2 separate regions of the Ovis aries genome follow, and region 1 is linked to region 2. The links are chromatin contacts, called in public Hi-C maps. All regions are on one chromosome and are shown on one strand. Each heading gives the region's core, a stretch centred on a gene start, on an enhancer-like site or on the middle of the called end of the contact. The rest is flanking DNA. Distances are from core to core; before and after follow the strand shown.

Region 1 (6,784 bases), core at 115-2,614, 190 kb before region 2:
TGGCCCCCATGTACCACCTGAGCTGCAGATACCACCTCTCTGGCACCTGCGGAGAGGCTGTGCTCACCGGGAGGCACCTGGAGCAGGCTTGAGCATCGCCTGCCCACTGGGCAGATGCCCATCCTCACAATGCCAGGTGGTAACTCTGTATCACACTTTCAACACAACCCTTAAAGATATTCAAGGATCCTAGCCTCCCTGCACATCACACTATTGGCTTCTGCAGTTCATAGACCAGACTCCTCCTTCCATGCCTGGGAAGTGGAGGAGTGTGGGTGGGAACCCAGCCCTCCCTGCTCAGGCTTGCTTGGCCCATGGTCTAGCTTGGGGGAAAGAGCCAGGGGGCCTTGCTTCAGTCCTGCTGGCATAACTCCCTCCCCACCCGACGGCACCACGTTTAATAGGGGCTACAGTCACCCTCTTCCTCTCCCAAACCCTCAGCTCCCCTACTTCAGGTAAACAATCTGCCCCAACAGTGATATGGTAAGGTCCTCTAAGACCCCCACCCATGTGTCAGCTGCCAGTTTGTCTCACAGAGTGTGCACTGACCAGTGCCATCACCCGCCTGAGCGGGTGGTCCTTGGAAGGATCAGAAGTGGGGTGTCAAAACGTCTGAATTGCAGCCCCATTTCAAACGTCTGGGGATGCGAGGGGCAAAGGACACTTCCCTCTGCAGCAAGTCTACATAGAGCTTCCCCCTGGCCTGGCCAGCCTTCCTTTTGAACAGTGATGGTGGGGAGGGGCCAAGGGCACTAGTGCAGCGAGAGGGAAGGGCCCTGAGAGAGGGTCTCTTCCGCCTTCAGTGACACTTGATTGGGACCCTGATGGGGATAGTCCGCACCAGACCAACCCAGAAGTTAACTCCCCCCAAGACACCTGCTATCGGCCCTAACTCGGCAGAGAAACAACCTCTAGCTCCTCTGAAATGCGCAGGGCCCAAAGCTCGGCTGCCCTGGCTCCCAGAATTACTTGGGAAGGAAGAGAACAGAGCCATTCATGGGTGGGAAGCGGGGGACCCGGGTGCCTAGAGCCGGAGTAGGGAGTGGCGGGCGTCGCTGTAAGGGTGGCCCGGCTCAGCGGTCCGCCCACCCCCGAGGACCCACCAGCGCGTTCACCGCAGACGTGGCTCCCCGCACACGCACCTCCCCTCGCTGCCTTCTTGGCAATCAGCTCAGATCACTCCCTGGCTCCTGCGAAAGCCCAGCCCCACGGTGTGGGATGGGGTGAGGCAGAGGCCGCCTCTCCTGGACTTTCCGACTCAAACTCCACTCCCACCGCCGGGGCGCGCGAGGGTTAACCTCGCGGGGGTGGGGACTTAGGCGCAATCTCTGTTAGGAGGGAGGAGAGAGGAGGTGAGGCCGTCGGAGCCCTGGGTATCTCAGGCTACCGGGCGCCACTGGGGCACATGCTGCGCGCAGCGAGGGGCCAAACGAAGTCGGGAGCAGGAGAGACGCGGAGTATCCAGACGGGTCAGGACGCAGCCCCCGTCCCCGAGGACCGCACTTTTTACCCCGCCTCTGCCAGTCCCTTCCCAGCCGTCCCAGCCCCTTGCTCCGGCCCCTTGATTGCTTTGGGCAAGAATGAAGCCCGGAGACCCCACGAAGACCCCGGAGGCCGAGTCGGCCGCCATGGCCCTGGGTCCGCCGCGGCCCTGGGTCTGCCCGGCTGACGTGCGGCTCTGCGGCCACCTGCGGAAGCAGAAGTCCCAGCGCCGCCGCTTTTTTGTGCTCCGCGCCGACCCGCCGCGCCTCGAGTGTTACGAAAGCGAGAAGAAGTTCCGCGCCGGCCGAACGCCGCCCAAGTTCAGTGTGAGCCTGGGGGGCGCCTGCACCATCAGCAAGCGCATGGACGCGCGCCAGCGCCACCTGATCGTCCTGTACACGCGCGACCGCAGCCTGGGCGTGGCGGCGGCCAGCGAGGCGGAGCAGCAGGCGTGGTACAGCGCCCTGCTCGAGGCGCGCGCCGCCGCAGGTGAGGCCCCAGCCCCGCGCCGCCGGAGACGCGGCAGGGGGAGTGTGTGTGTGTGTTGGGGTCGGGGGCGGGGGTCCTGGGGGGGGGAGGTTTGTGGACTTGGTTTATCCGAAGACTGTCCCTCCCAAGGGTCTCCGAAGTTAAGTCCAAACCTGAAGGGTTTACACCTTCGGATTTTCATTCCGCCGGGCACAGTGTCTCCAACCTGCCTGCCCGGAGCCCCGGTGACCAGCCCATTGTCTCCTCAGGTCCCAGTTCCCACGAGGACCCCGGGGCCTGGATCCTCGCTCCATTTCAGGACGTCTGGCCTGTGACGCTGCGACCCAAGGGGCTGGGGCGGGCACGAGGCCTGGGCAGCGGTGGCTACAGCCTGTGCCTGGGTTCTGGGGTACTGAGCCTGCTGCGGAAGCCAGGGGGCAGAGGCTCCGGGGCCACCGGGGCATCTCCGCCGCCGGCCCTGCGCCTGTCCCTGCTCAGCGTGCGCCGCTGCGGCCACGCAGACGCTTTCTTCTTCCTGGAGCTCGGCCGCTCGGCATCCACGGGTCCCGGGGAGCTGTGGCTACAGGCGCCCGACGCCGTGGTGGCCCAAAGCATTCACGAGACCGTCCTGGCCGCCATGAAGCGAATCGGGGACAGTGGTGCTGTTGGCAGGGCTGAGCCACTGCCAAGAAAGCCCCCAACGGGAGCATTCAGACCCTCTGTCCCTCAATCTTATGAGACCCCAGACTCCGCGGCCCAAACAAGCGAGCTGAATCGTCGGAATGGCCGGAGTGAGACCCTGGCGAGGCTGGGGGAGGCGGCCTCCAACACCGCGAGGTTGGAGCGGGGCGGGAGCTACATAACAATGGGAGCCGGGAGTGACTACGAGCCCATGAAGGGCGGCCAAGCCGGCGGCTATGTGGTGATGGAGCCCCCGGGCCTTCCCGCCTCCACCAAAGCAGCTCCCCGCCAGCCGCTCCAGGATGGAGGAAGCACTGAATACGTGACCATGAGCTGCTGTGCACCACGGTCCTTTCCTTTCTTGCCTCTTTCCTTCGCGGCGGGGGAGCCTGAACTCGGGCTCCAAGGCGCTCATCTCGGCCTCCGAGGCGGCTGGGGACGGGCCGGGGCTCAGCCCAGCTTGCAGCCGCCATCAGAGTTAGCCGGGGAGTACGTATGCATTGAGTATGCGGCCGCGGACTACATAGGAATGGGCACTGCCATCCCCGAGCCCCCCGACCATGGCCTCAACTACGTGGACCTGGATCTGGTCCCTTCCCTGGAGGTGCGAGGCCACGCACCCGGGGCCAGGTCCCGCCCACACAGCTACGCTCGGCTGGAGTTCCAGAACCTCGCGGAGGCCGGGGTGAGGAGACACCCCGCCCCCATCTCCCTGCCAGCTCCCACCCCCGCCTCCCTCGGACAGGACACCACTCAGTATAGGAGTGTAGGAAGGGAAAAAAGTGCAAGGTTAAGAATGCCTTCCCCCCAACCCCCACCCCTTCTCAATGCCAAAGGCCCCTTCCCCATGGTGGAGTGGCTCTAAAGTCCAGATGTGCCCAGGCCCTGTGACCAGCAGAAGCACCGAGCTGCCCCTAGGATCCGCTGCCCACTCCACGCCTTCCAGTCTTTGGGAGGAGGTTCCCCAAGGAGTCGGATTCTTTTAAGGGAGAAAATTCTACAACTCTTCTCCTCTTAAGAAACACCATCACCACCAGAACCCTACACACATCTAGACCTTCTGAGCCAAAGCCCTGATCCTGTGTCCCCACAGAGTTCCTGCAGCATCACTCCAGACTCTCAAGTCCGCTTCGGTCCCCCACCCTGCCCCTGATGATGACAACATCGACGATGCGGAAGACATACAGACCTGGCCCTGCCCCTACCCATGTGCAGGTTTGCCAGGTGTCTGCCAAAGTCCTGGGACCCCAGCGCAAGAGGGATGAGAGCAGCAGGTATCTTACACTAGTGCCCCCACCGCCCTCTCCTGCCCCAGCCGAAGTGATGACACCCCCTTACTCCCTACTCCCTAGTTTGCTTCTCCCAATGCCAGCTCTGTGCTCAGGCAGTCCTCCTTCTCCCAGGCCTGGCAAAGCTGAGGGAGTCTTTGCTTCCAATATATTCAGTCTAGCTAGAGTAACATACTGTACACTCCCCCTCTTCATTAAAGTTTCCCTGCTGGGTCAGCCTAGAAAGGTCTTAGATCCATAGATTCCCCACCTTATGGGGGAATGAGTAACAAGAATCAGAGGGGCAGCCAAAGCTGTGGTAGAGGAAGAGACCCCATCCCTGCCTCTGCACCCTACTCTGCCATTGACCATGAGGAGCCTGTTTGCAAACCAACAGTTTTATTATCAATAGAACCTGCCTGGGGAAGTAAAGGACCCATTCTATCCCTGGAGGAGCTATGGACCTTGGGCGTCTGGGGTCCCAGGGAGAGATGGTTCCCCGCAGTGAGAACAGCCTGGGCCACCACTGGCAGCTGGGTGATCAGAGGCAGGGGCTGGGGGGCCAGAAGGGAGCCCGGGAGCCCCTGAGGAGCTGGGTCTTGGTTCCCCCTGGCTCATCTGCAGGAGGCCAGTGAGGGCGATCAGCTCTGGCCCACTGAGCCAGGTAGTGGAGCAGCCTGAAGATGGAATGGGGAGGAGCCAGGGGGACATGATCGGGCGTGGCAGCAGCAGCTTCAGAGAGCCCATCACCTGAGGAGAGAGGAGGGGCAGTGGCTCCCTGCCAGCCGTGCCTGAAGGCTGGGGTGAGATCAAGGCAGGAGGAGCGCTCACCTGCTGAGGGACCTCAGACAGGTACAGGGGAACACGCTGCCCACGGGGCAGCAGAGGGTCCAAAAAGAAGACGTCTTCAGAGCACATCACCGGGAACCCTGGGGAGGAGAAGCTGCTGGGGTGGCAAGCTCCGCACTGGTTCTCTGCGGAGACTGAGAAGACCAAGGGCAGTACCTGCAACCCTGGGCACTTGCTCTTCACTCTGATGTCCTGCTAGACTGGGCCTGAGGTCCCTGCATGAGGCTGCTTGGTACAGAGGCCAGAATGAGGGATGGGACAAGGTCCGGCCTGAGAAGGAGACGCCAGACCCACAGCTGGGTCCCTGTAGAGGGAGGGACAGGAAAGATTCCTGGAGCTTCAGCCCCTCCCAAGGCATCCCTGTCCCACCCGAGATCGGTGCCATAGGCACCCCCAACTCACCCACACCAGCCGACATCCTGCTGTAGCCTCATAGTTGGGGTCCCAGGGCGCTAGCAGGGTCATCTTTGATGGTGTCACCCCCCAAGTCCTCTGAGGGGAGAAAGGAACTGCGGGGGGAGGGGGAAGGCAGGGAGAGAGAGAGTAGGGGACTTGAAGAGATTAAAACAGGCTCAGGAATCAGTAAAAGGGTCTTGGGGGTAAAGACTGCAGGACCCTGTACCTACCTGGAGTTCCCAGGGAATGCTTGGCAACCAGGCCTGGGGGCAGCCGAGGCCGCAGCTTCTCTTTCCGAGTCCAGGAAAGCCTTCGAGGCCAGGGCTGAGGACTGGGGGCGCAGGGAGAGGGGCACTGAGATGCTCCGGTCACAGCCTCCCCAAGTCACCTGCTCCACGCCAAGTCTGAATATCTCCAAGGCAGAGACCAGGGTGCCCGGTGTGGGGACACGGATAATACCCATTGTTGAGTAGGGACAACTGAGATTTCCGCACACTGTGGGCCCCTTTCGGGTTCCCCCCAAGTGCCGTCGGCCGACCCCCTCACCTGCCCTGGGCGGCTGCTCCTTGTTCCCCCAGGGCGTTCTCTCTGGAGTCCCAGGCCTCGGAGAGGCCGCTGCCCGCTGAGGGGCGTCGTTCCCTGGGCGCCTGCTCTTCGCCCGCGCCCCACCGCCGGGGGGTCCAGGGCAGCATGTCGAGTCGGGAAGGCCACACCTCGGCGCTCGCGCAGCCCGCCCGGCCCCTCTCGGTCCCTCCACCGGCCCGGCCTCCCTCAGAGACCTGTTCTGCCACGCGCGTGCCCGCGAGCTTGGGTTGCGGCCCACCTCGCTGGACCTCGCGATGCCTCGTGACGCGGGCGCCCAGCACGTTTCCGGGACACGTGGCGCGCGGACCCGCCGGGATTCCCGCGAGCGCCCCCAGGCGGCGGGGTGGCAGGGCCGCGCGCGAGGGCGAAGCCTGGGAGAGAACCGTGGCACCGGAAGTGGACGTGGAGGCCACCCGGATGTGGACGTGAGGAGGGGGCACCCGCTCCCCACACGCACTGCTCTTGTCCACGCACACACACACACACACACACACCACCACCACCACCACCACCCTCCCCCTCGAGGGATGACCTAGAGGGCTTCCGGCTTCTCTTTATTGCACTTGACACAACATCCAGCTCCCCGTCTTCCATCCCAAACCCTTGACCGCACCCAGGCGGCAGTTTGCCTTGCGGGGCCGGGCTGCTTCCCAGGCGGCAGTTTGCCTTGCGGGGCCGGGCTGCTTCCAACCTCCTGGGCAGAGGTGCCCGAGGCATAGGGCCAGGCCCGAGGCCGCCCTCACCAGTCCTCGCTAGAGAGCAGAGCCCAGACGCCGCTGTCTTCGGTTCCTGGGGCCCCCGCCGGGTTGGGCCCCTGCACCCCGACCTCAACCCTAAGGCCGTTCCAGCAGTGCATGGATGACAGCAGCGACGTAGGGGAGGCCCCTTCCCGGGGCCCCCTCCTCTTCCAGGATGTGGTGGGGCTGGCACAGGGACTCCTGGGGGAATGGGCCCGGGTTAAGTTTCCCTTGTCACCTCCTCCTCTCGGCTGTGGGGTAGGAGACACCCTAAAGGAGCCTGGACCAAGAGGGCTGATGGGATGTAGCAGGCAAAGG
Region 2 (6,900 bases), core at 398-2,897:
GTGTCAGATTAATATTTTTCCTCAACAGGCATAACTAGAAGTGATGGACTAACAGAGGAAAGGATCCAGTTATTGGTAATGATAAAGTCTAGGCATTACCATTGGGTGGGATGGAGAGTGAGATCTATGCAGAAGTGGAGTTTAAGCAAGTGCCAGCCTAGAGTGTTGGAGGTCTCATCAATGCGGATATTGAAATCACCAAAAATTGTAATAGGAGGGATGTGAGAGAGACCCTGGAGTCAAGCTCTGTGTCGTGGGTAGCAGGGATGACTGATGAAAATGCATTTACTACTCGAGAGACCGCTCCCTGGCAAAGCCACATTCGCACCGGTTTGAATCTCTTCCTCTCTTAGGGAAACGTTACAGCTAATTTACAGCCAAAGCCCAGTGGCAGGAAAAGCAGTGTTCATTTCCTGAGGCTCAAATGACAGTGTAACCACAAAGGCCTCTATGAAAGTTAGGAAATTATTACTGAAGTTCTCCAAGCTTCAATTTCCTATTGTGAAAAATGGAAGTCACAGCAGGATCCACCTCACAAAGTGCTTATGCATATTTAATACAGTATGGTATGCAGATAGTTTATTGAGCATTTCAGTATTGTTCTCAAGTGCCTATTCAAGTTTATTGAACTCGCACAGCAACCTTATGCAGGAGGGTCTATCTACAGTGGACGAATGGGATGTCACCAGGTAGTGCCAATGTTGACCATACCTGTCAAGAGTTAAGGTGGGCGGTGGTGGTTTAGTCACTAAGTGGTGTCTGACTCTTGCAAGCCCACGGACTGCAGCCTGCCAGGCTTTTCTTGTCCATGGGATTTCCCCAGCAAGAATACTGGAGTGGGTTGCCATTTTCATCTACAGGGAATCTTCCATTTCTTTCTCCAGGGGATCTTCCCGTCCCAGGGATTGAATCCGCGTCTCCCTCTCCTGCATTGCAGGCGGATTCTATATCGCTGAGCCACCTGGGAAGGCCTTAAAGAGTTAGGAGGGGAATCCTGACTCCTGAAGGTTCACAAGTCCTGTAATCATTGCTGGAGGGGGCAACCTTGCTGGGAACCACGAGAGCGGGCGGGGAACGAGACTGAACCAACCAAGGCCAGCGCCTCCAGGGCCCGGATCGGCAGCCAATGGCGCCCTCAGGTGGTGGAAGCGAGGAGAGCAGCCGGTGGGCTGGACCCGGCGCTAGGGGAGGGCGCCGCAGGGGTGAGGGCTGGGGCTGGAACGTGGTGCACTGGACCGGGATCCGGGAGGCTGGAAGAGGCGGACCCCTTAAGGCGTAGGCCGACAGGGCCCAGCCTTCCGAGCGGCGCACCTGGGCCAGGTTTCGTGGCCCCGCCCACCTGCCGGAGGCCTTTCGCCGTCAGGACACGCCCCTTTCAGCAGCGTCACCGCCCAGCTCCGAGTGGGGTCCCGCCCACGCGGCGGGCGCTCGTTTGCACCAGGGTGATGGGTGCAGTGGGAGCTGTGGCCAACGCCGTGCCGGAGACGTGCGTCTGAGGGGCTACCCCTGGCTGCACCCCGATCGCACGTGGGGTGGGGAGCCGCGCTGCCAGCGTGAGCCCGGTGGGGCGGGGCTTCCCCCGGGCGCGCCCAGGGGGCGGGGCCGGGCCCGGGGACCAATGGGGCGCGTGTGTGCGGGTGGGGGGCAGGCTCCGGGCCTGGCATCCCGGTAGCCGCAGCTGTCTTTTCCGGCCCCCGCGCCCCCTCAGCCAGTAGCAGACCCCTCCCGCTGTCGGGGATCACCCCCGAGCGACTGCGTCCTCCAGTGGGTAAGTGAGCGCGCTGCCACACCCGGGCTGTGAGAGTGCGCCTGGTCGGGGAGAAGCGAATCTCGGCCCGCTCCAACCCGCCCCGGGGAGAAAGTGGGGAGGAACCGGTGCAGGAAGGAGGACCACCTTGTGCGGCCGGCGATGATGTTTTTGTTTTGGTCGTCGGGGAGTGGCGGGGACGGTAGAGTTTGGGGGATGCCTTGTGTGGGTGGGAGGAATCTGGTGAGGTTAAAGAGAGAGGAGGCTGTCTGAGATGGGCTGAGGGAAGAGGGTTGATGGAGGGCGGGGCTTTGGAAGATTGAGAAGTTTCCTATTGCCCGGGGATGAGGTGATTGCATGGAGGATCTTGGGGGGCAGCTCAGGACCCCGGGGTGAGGAGGGCCTCCTGTCCATAACTCACTTCCCCTTTGAGGGATTTGCTTCCTCTTGTGCTGCTAGTTAAGGAGGTGGAGGATCTTTGCACCTTTCCAGAGCTGCTGCCATCCCTCCTCTCAGGGATATGGGGGAAAGGGGTGGCCCCAGGAGCTGGGAGGGGCCTTCGTACCCAGTCCTGAGGCTTGGAGCCTGCATTGGTGGGGCAGTGGCCAGAGTCAGCCTGCTCCCCGCCCCTCGCCCCCCCCCCCATTAACTCTTGGAGTTGCTGGTGAACGTGTGAGTGTGTGTGTGTGTTTCCTTTTGGAGGCAGTTTCTGGGTGTTTGATTAGAGGTGTTTTGTGGGGTCTCCACAGAGCTGCTTTCACTCAGCAAACTCTTTGCAGGCCTTGTAACCCGTTGGTAGCTTCCTCTGGACCATGGCCAGTGAGAACTCTCCTCTGCTGGCCTACCGGCTCCTGGGGGAGGAGGGGGTTTCCTTCCCTGCCAATGGGGCCGGAGGTCCTGGAGGGGCACCGGCCCGGAAACTCTCCACCTTCCTGGGTGTGGTGGTGCCCACGGTCCTGTCCATGTTCAGTATAGTGGTTTTCTTGAGGATTGGTGAGTTGGCGCTGGTTTACTCGAGGGTGGGACTGGAATGAGGTTGGGGAAGGGCCCTGGGAGAAGCTGGTGAATGAAGGGCTTGGGGGAGGGGCCCCCAGGGGCCTTGGGCTTAGCTCTACCCTGAGGTAACTGATGACCGGTCGGGGTGGGAGGGATGGGAGGGGCGGGAGGGGTGAGCCGCCGTCTGACCTGCTTTGCCACTCCTGTCCCAGGGTTTGTGGTGGGTCATGCTGGTCTGCTTCAGGCTTTGGCCATGCTCCTGGTTGCCTACGTCATCCTGGCCCTCACCGTGCTCTCCGTCTGTGCCATCGCCACCAACGGAGCTGTGCGAGGGGGCGGAGCCTACTGTATCCTCAACCGTTGGTGGACGGAGGTCTGGGCTCTTCTGTCTTAAGCGGGGAGGAGAGGGCCCCTCCCTGCATCTCCTGGGGGGCAGGCCAGTTCTAATGAACATCCAGTGGACAGGTTGGCATGGAGAAGGTCACCAGCGTGGCCCTACACGGTAGAGCCCCTGTCGTTGAGTCCCCCAGGTGTCTCCGTGGCTGCCATTTTAGCTCTAACAGTCCCGTCAGATAATCTTCATCTTATGAGCAAGGACATTCAAGAGCGCTAGTGACTTGGACAAAGCCACGTGGCTCGGGAGTGGCCACACGGGGACACACCACGTGTGGGAACAGTTCCGTGTGTTCAGGGAGACAAGGCCTGGAGGGCCAGCTGCTCGGTGCTTTGTGGCTGGGCCCTGCCTCCCATTCCGGTTCAGTTTCTTTTCCCTTAACACTCACCCCCTACTTCCACTTTCAGTCATGATCAGTCGGACTCTGGGGCCTGAGGTTGGCGGCAGCATCGGCCTGATGTTCTACCTGGCTAATGTCTGTGGCTGCGCCGTCTCCCTGCTGGGGCTGGTGGAGGCCATACTTGACGTCTTCGGGGCTGGTCTGTGCGCCCCACTCTGGTCTGGGTGGCCCCGAGGATTTGCAGGGTCAGGGATTCAGGGATCACAGCAAGGGGAGAAGCCCTCTCCTGGGAGAGACGCACTTTCTTGAGTGCCTGCTGTGTGCCCAGCCTCATGCAGACATCCTAGAGAATGTGCTAGCCCACGAGGAGCTCACCATCTAGTCGGGGGGCGGGGGGGGGGGGACGGCAGGCTGACAATCTGAAAATTGACAAAGCAAGACTGCTGGCACCGCCCGCGGAGGGCTAGGATGCTGGAGTACAGTTGGGTGAAGTGTTAGTCTCTCAGTCATGTCTGACTCTTTGCGACCCTGTGGACTGTAGCCTGCCAGGCTCCTCTGTCCATGGGGATTACTAGAGTGGGTTGCCATGCCCTCCTCCAGGGGATCTTCCTGACCCAGGGATCAAACCCAGGTCTCTTGCATTACAGGTGGATTTGTTACTGTCTGAGCCACCAGTGGAGTCCAGTTGGGTGGGGGAGTGGGAAAGATGGCCTTTCTGAGGACAAGTGGGCCAAAGATGGGGTCTCTGCCTGCTCTGAGTCATGACTGGGGTCCCTCCTTGGAGGCGTGGGCATCTAACTGTTCCTTCCTCTCTGCAGATGCCTCGGGGTCCAGTGGCCTCCGGGTTCTGCCCCAGGGCTACGGCTGGAGCCTGCTCTATGGTTCCCTGCTGCTGGGCCTGGTGGGCGGGGTCTGTACCCTGGGGGCCGGCCTCTACGCCCGGGCCTCCTTCCTCACATTCCTGCTGGTCTCCGGTTCCCTGGCCTCCGTGCTGGTCAGCTTTGTGGCTGTGGGGCCCAGGGACATCCCATTGGCCCCTCGGCCTGGCCCCAATGGCTCCTCCCTGCCGCCCCAGGTCGGCCACTTCACTGGCTTCAACAGCAGCACCCTGAAGGCGAATCTGGATGGTGAGCTGGGTGCAGGGGTCCTGGGGGTTCTCAGGGTGAGGGGTGAGCCTGTGGTGGGGGTGGCTTGGAATCTCTGGATGAGAACAGATGTCAGAGATCATCAGTGGTGAGAGACTGGACCTGCAGCAGCGCAGGTTGATTAGAATCTGTTGGGCATGTGTTGGCCACTGTGTGTTTGGCCCAGCAAGAATGACCGTGAGACAATCTCTGCCTTAGAGGAACTTGTTTAATCAGAGAGAGATAAGATGTACGTTTAGGAAACAAATTGCATATTAGGATGGGGTGTGATTCAAGGAGATAAGAATCACAGAGGAGTCCAGAGGAGGGAGACCTGGGTATGGGCTGGGTGGGAAGGGGGTCAGGAAAGCCGGTGGAGCTAGAAGTGGCCTGAGTGGGGCTGGGACATTCCTTTTTGTCTGTTTTGCTGTGCTGGGTCTTACTTGTGGGATGTGAGATCTAGTTCCTTGACCAAGGATTGAATCCGGGCCCGCTGTATTGGGTGCTTGGAGTCCTAGCCACTGGACCAGCAGGGAAATCCCAGGGGATGGAAAATTCAGATAGGAGGGTGAGGAAAGGCAGCTAGGAAAAAGCGTGGATGAAGGTGTTGAGGGAAGAACAGAGGTGCATGCGGGAGAAGGAGGAGATGAAGTCAGCTGAGCTCAAGCCAGAGACAGGGGTCAGGGCTGGGGTCTTGGCGAGCTGGTCAGGGTGGCAGGGAGGCAGGGGGTGTGTTTTAGAATAGGAGGGGAGGGAGGCAGGGCCAAAATGCCTGGATCCCTAGGAGGGATGCTGACACCCTTTGGTCCCTGGGAATAATCCCTTCTCCTCAGCTGGCTACGCCAAGGACTACACCACGGGGGCCATGATGACCTTCGCCAGCGTCTTTGCTGTTCTTTTTAACGGCTGCACGGGCATCATGGCTGGGGCCAACATGTCAGGTGAGTGTCCCTGGGGGAGGGGGCTGCCTTGCCACCTGGTGCCCCTACAAGGTGCTGCGGGGGCTCAGGGATGCGGGGGCTGGTGGAGGACCTTCCCCCTCTGCTCCCTTCCCTCCAGGGGAGCTGAAAGACCCCAGCCGGGCCATTCCTCTGGGCACGATCGTTGCTGTTGCCTATACTTTCTTCATCTACATCCTGCTTTTCTTCCTCTCCAGCTTCACGTGTGACAGGTGCCTGGGCACGGGGCAGAGTGGGGTGCAGGGACGGAGTTGTCACACCTGGTTCACCAAGTAAAGCGCTGGCTGGGGGTGCTGGTGGGAGAGGCCCACATGGTTGGGGTGCGTGGAAAATGGGCAGTGAGTCGGAGCTGATGCCTGAAATGGGGAGGGCTTGCGCCATGGTAAGGGCCCACCAGAAGCCAGCGTTTGCTTCCTGCCTGGTGCTGACACGTGGCCTGGGGGTGGGGCTTGCCAGTCAGTTCGTGGCTCTATAAATATGTGGCCTCTTGTGCCTATACCGTTGGGAATGTCCACCCTGTGGTGAAATCCACAGGAGCCCAATGACAACCAGTAGAACGCCCAGTCTGACCCCCAGGCCCACTCCGTCTATCAGTATGATCTTTGAGGTCAGGGCTGGGGTCCAGTCCAAAACACCCAGCTCTGAACCCACCTGGTGTTGAGAGCACCATTCTCACCAGGCCCCTGGGGGTGGACGCACCTTGATTTCCGGCCTTTTCCCCTCTCCGTGCCTGCAGGGTGCTGCTGCAAGAGGACTACGGCTTCTTCCGAGCCATCAGCCTGTGGCCCCCGCTGGTGCTGGTCGGGATCTACGCCACGTCGCTCTCCGCCTCCATGAGCTCCCTCATTGGCGCCTCCCGCATCCTGCACGCCCTGGCCCAGGACGACCTCTTCGGTGGGCTTCCCCTGCCTGGCGCGAGGCTCCGAGCACACCTTCCTGTGCCTGTCTCTGTCCCCTGCTCGGCCTCCGGCTCACCTTTCTGCTTGCCGCCTTTCTGTTTGCACAGGAGTGGTCCTGGCGCCGGCCAAGGTGGTATCCCGAGGGGGGAACCCCTGGGGGGCTGTGCTGTATTCCTGGGGCCTCGTGCAGGTAAGCCTGCCTCCTCAAGCTGCCCTCACCCTCAGCCCCTCCGGTCACACTCCTGGGACGGGGAGGGTTGGGCATGCGTGCGGGGAGACGTGCCCAAGGCGGCAGATGTGTTGGCGTCTAGGGAGGGCGGGAACGAGCGCCCAGCCTTTCGGTCCTCGTCCAGCTGGTGCTCCTGGCCGGAAAGCTGAACACGCTGGCCGCCGTGGTCACCGTCTTCTACTTGGTGGCCTACGCCGCCGTGGACTTGTCCT

The links. Hi-C and Micro-C count contacts between places; a contact is called where the count stands out from the background.
Region 1: a Hi-C map of tail adipose tissue shows a contact between it and region 2, with 3 times the contacts expected there. The contact joins the promoter of LOC101121655 here to the promoter of SLC12A9 in region 2. A contact is called at or near these places in 5 of 16 Hi-C or Micro-C datasets (hypothalamus, liver, mesenteric adipose tissue and 2 more).

The regions. Positions count from the first base shown.
Region 1 is chr24:36,413,868-36,420,651 of ARS-UI_Ramb_v3.0, reverse strand. LOC101121655 (insulin receptor substrate 1-like) reads left to right here and starts at 1,364. Exons shown (of 3, transcript XM_015104235.4): 1 at 1,364-1,971; 2 at 2,220-3,316; 3 at 3,725-4,090. The coding sequence starts at 1,581. The coding sequence ends at 3,784. It overlaps LRCH4 (leucine rich repeats and calponin homology domain containing 4), which reads right to left. Exons shown (of 17, transcript XM_060406023.1): 17 at 6,271-6,667. The coding sequence ends at 6,563. It overlaps SAP25 (Sin3A associated protein 25), which reads right to left and starts at 5,995. Exons shown (of 5, transcript XM_060406024.1): 1 at 5,691-5,995; 2 at 5,375-5,475; 3 at 5,151-5,257; 4 at 4,905-5,052; 5 at 4,282-4,828. The coding sequence starts at 5,836. The coding sequence ends at 4,356.
Region 2 is chr24:36,226,125-36,233,024 of ARS-UI_Ramb_v3.0, reverse strand. SLC12A9 (solute carrier family 12 member 9) reads left to right here and starts at 1,647. Exons shown (of 14, transcript XM_042240197.1): 1 at 1,647-1,768; 2 at 2,527-2,740; 3 at 2,956-3,090; 4 at 3,545-3,676; 5 at 4,296-4,604; 6 at 5,435-5,542; 7 at 5,661-5,772; 8 at 6,297-6,454; 9 at 6,567-6,649; 10 at 6,813-6,900. The coding sequence starts at 2,560.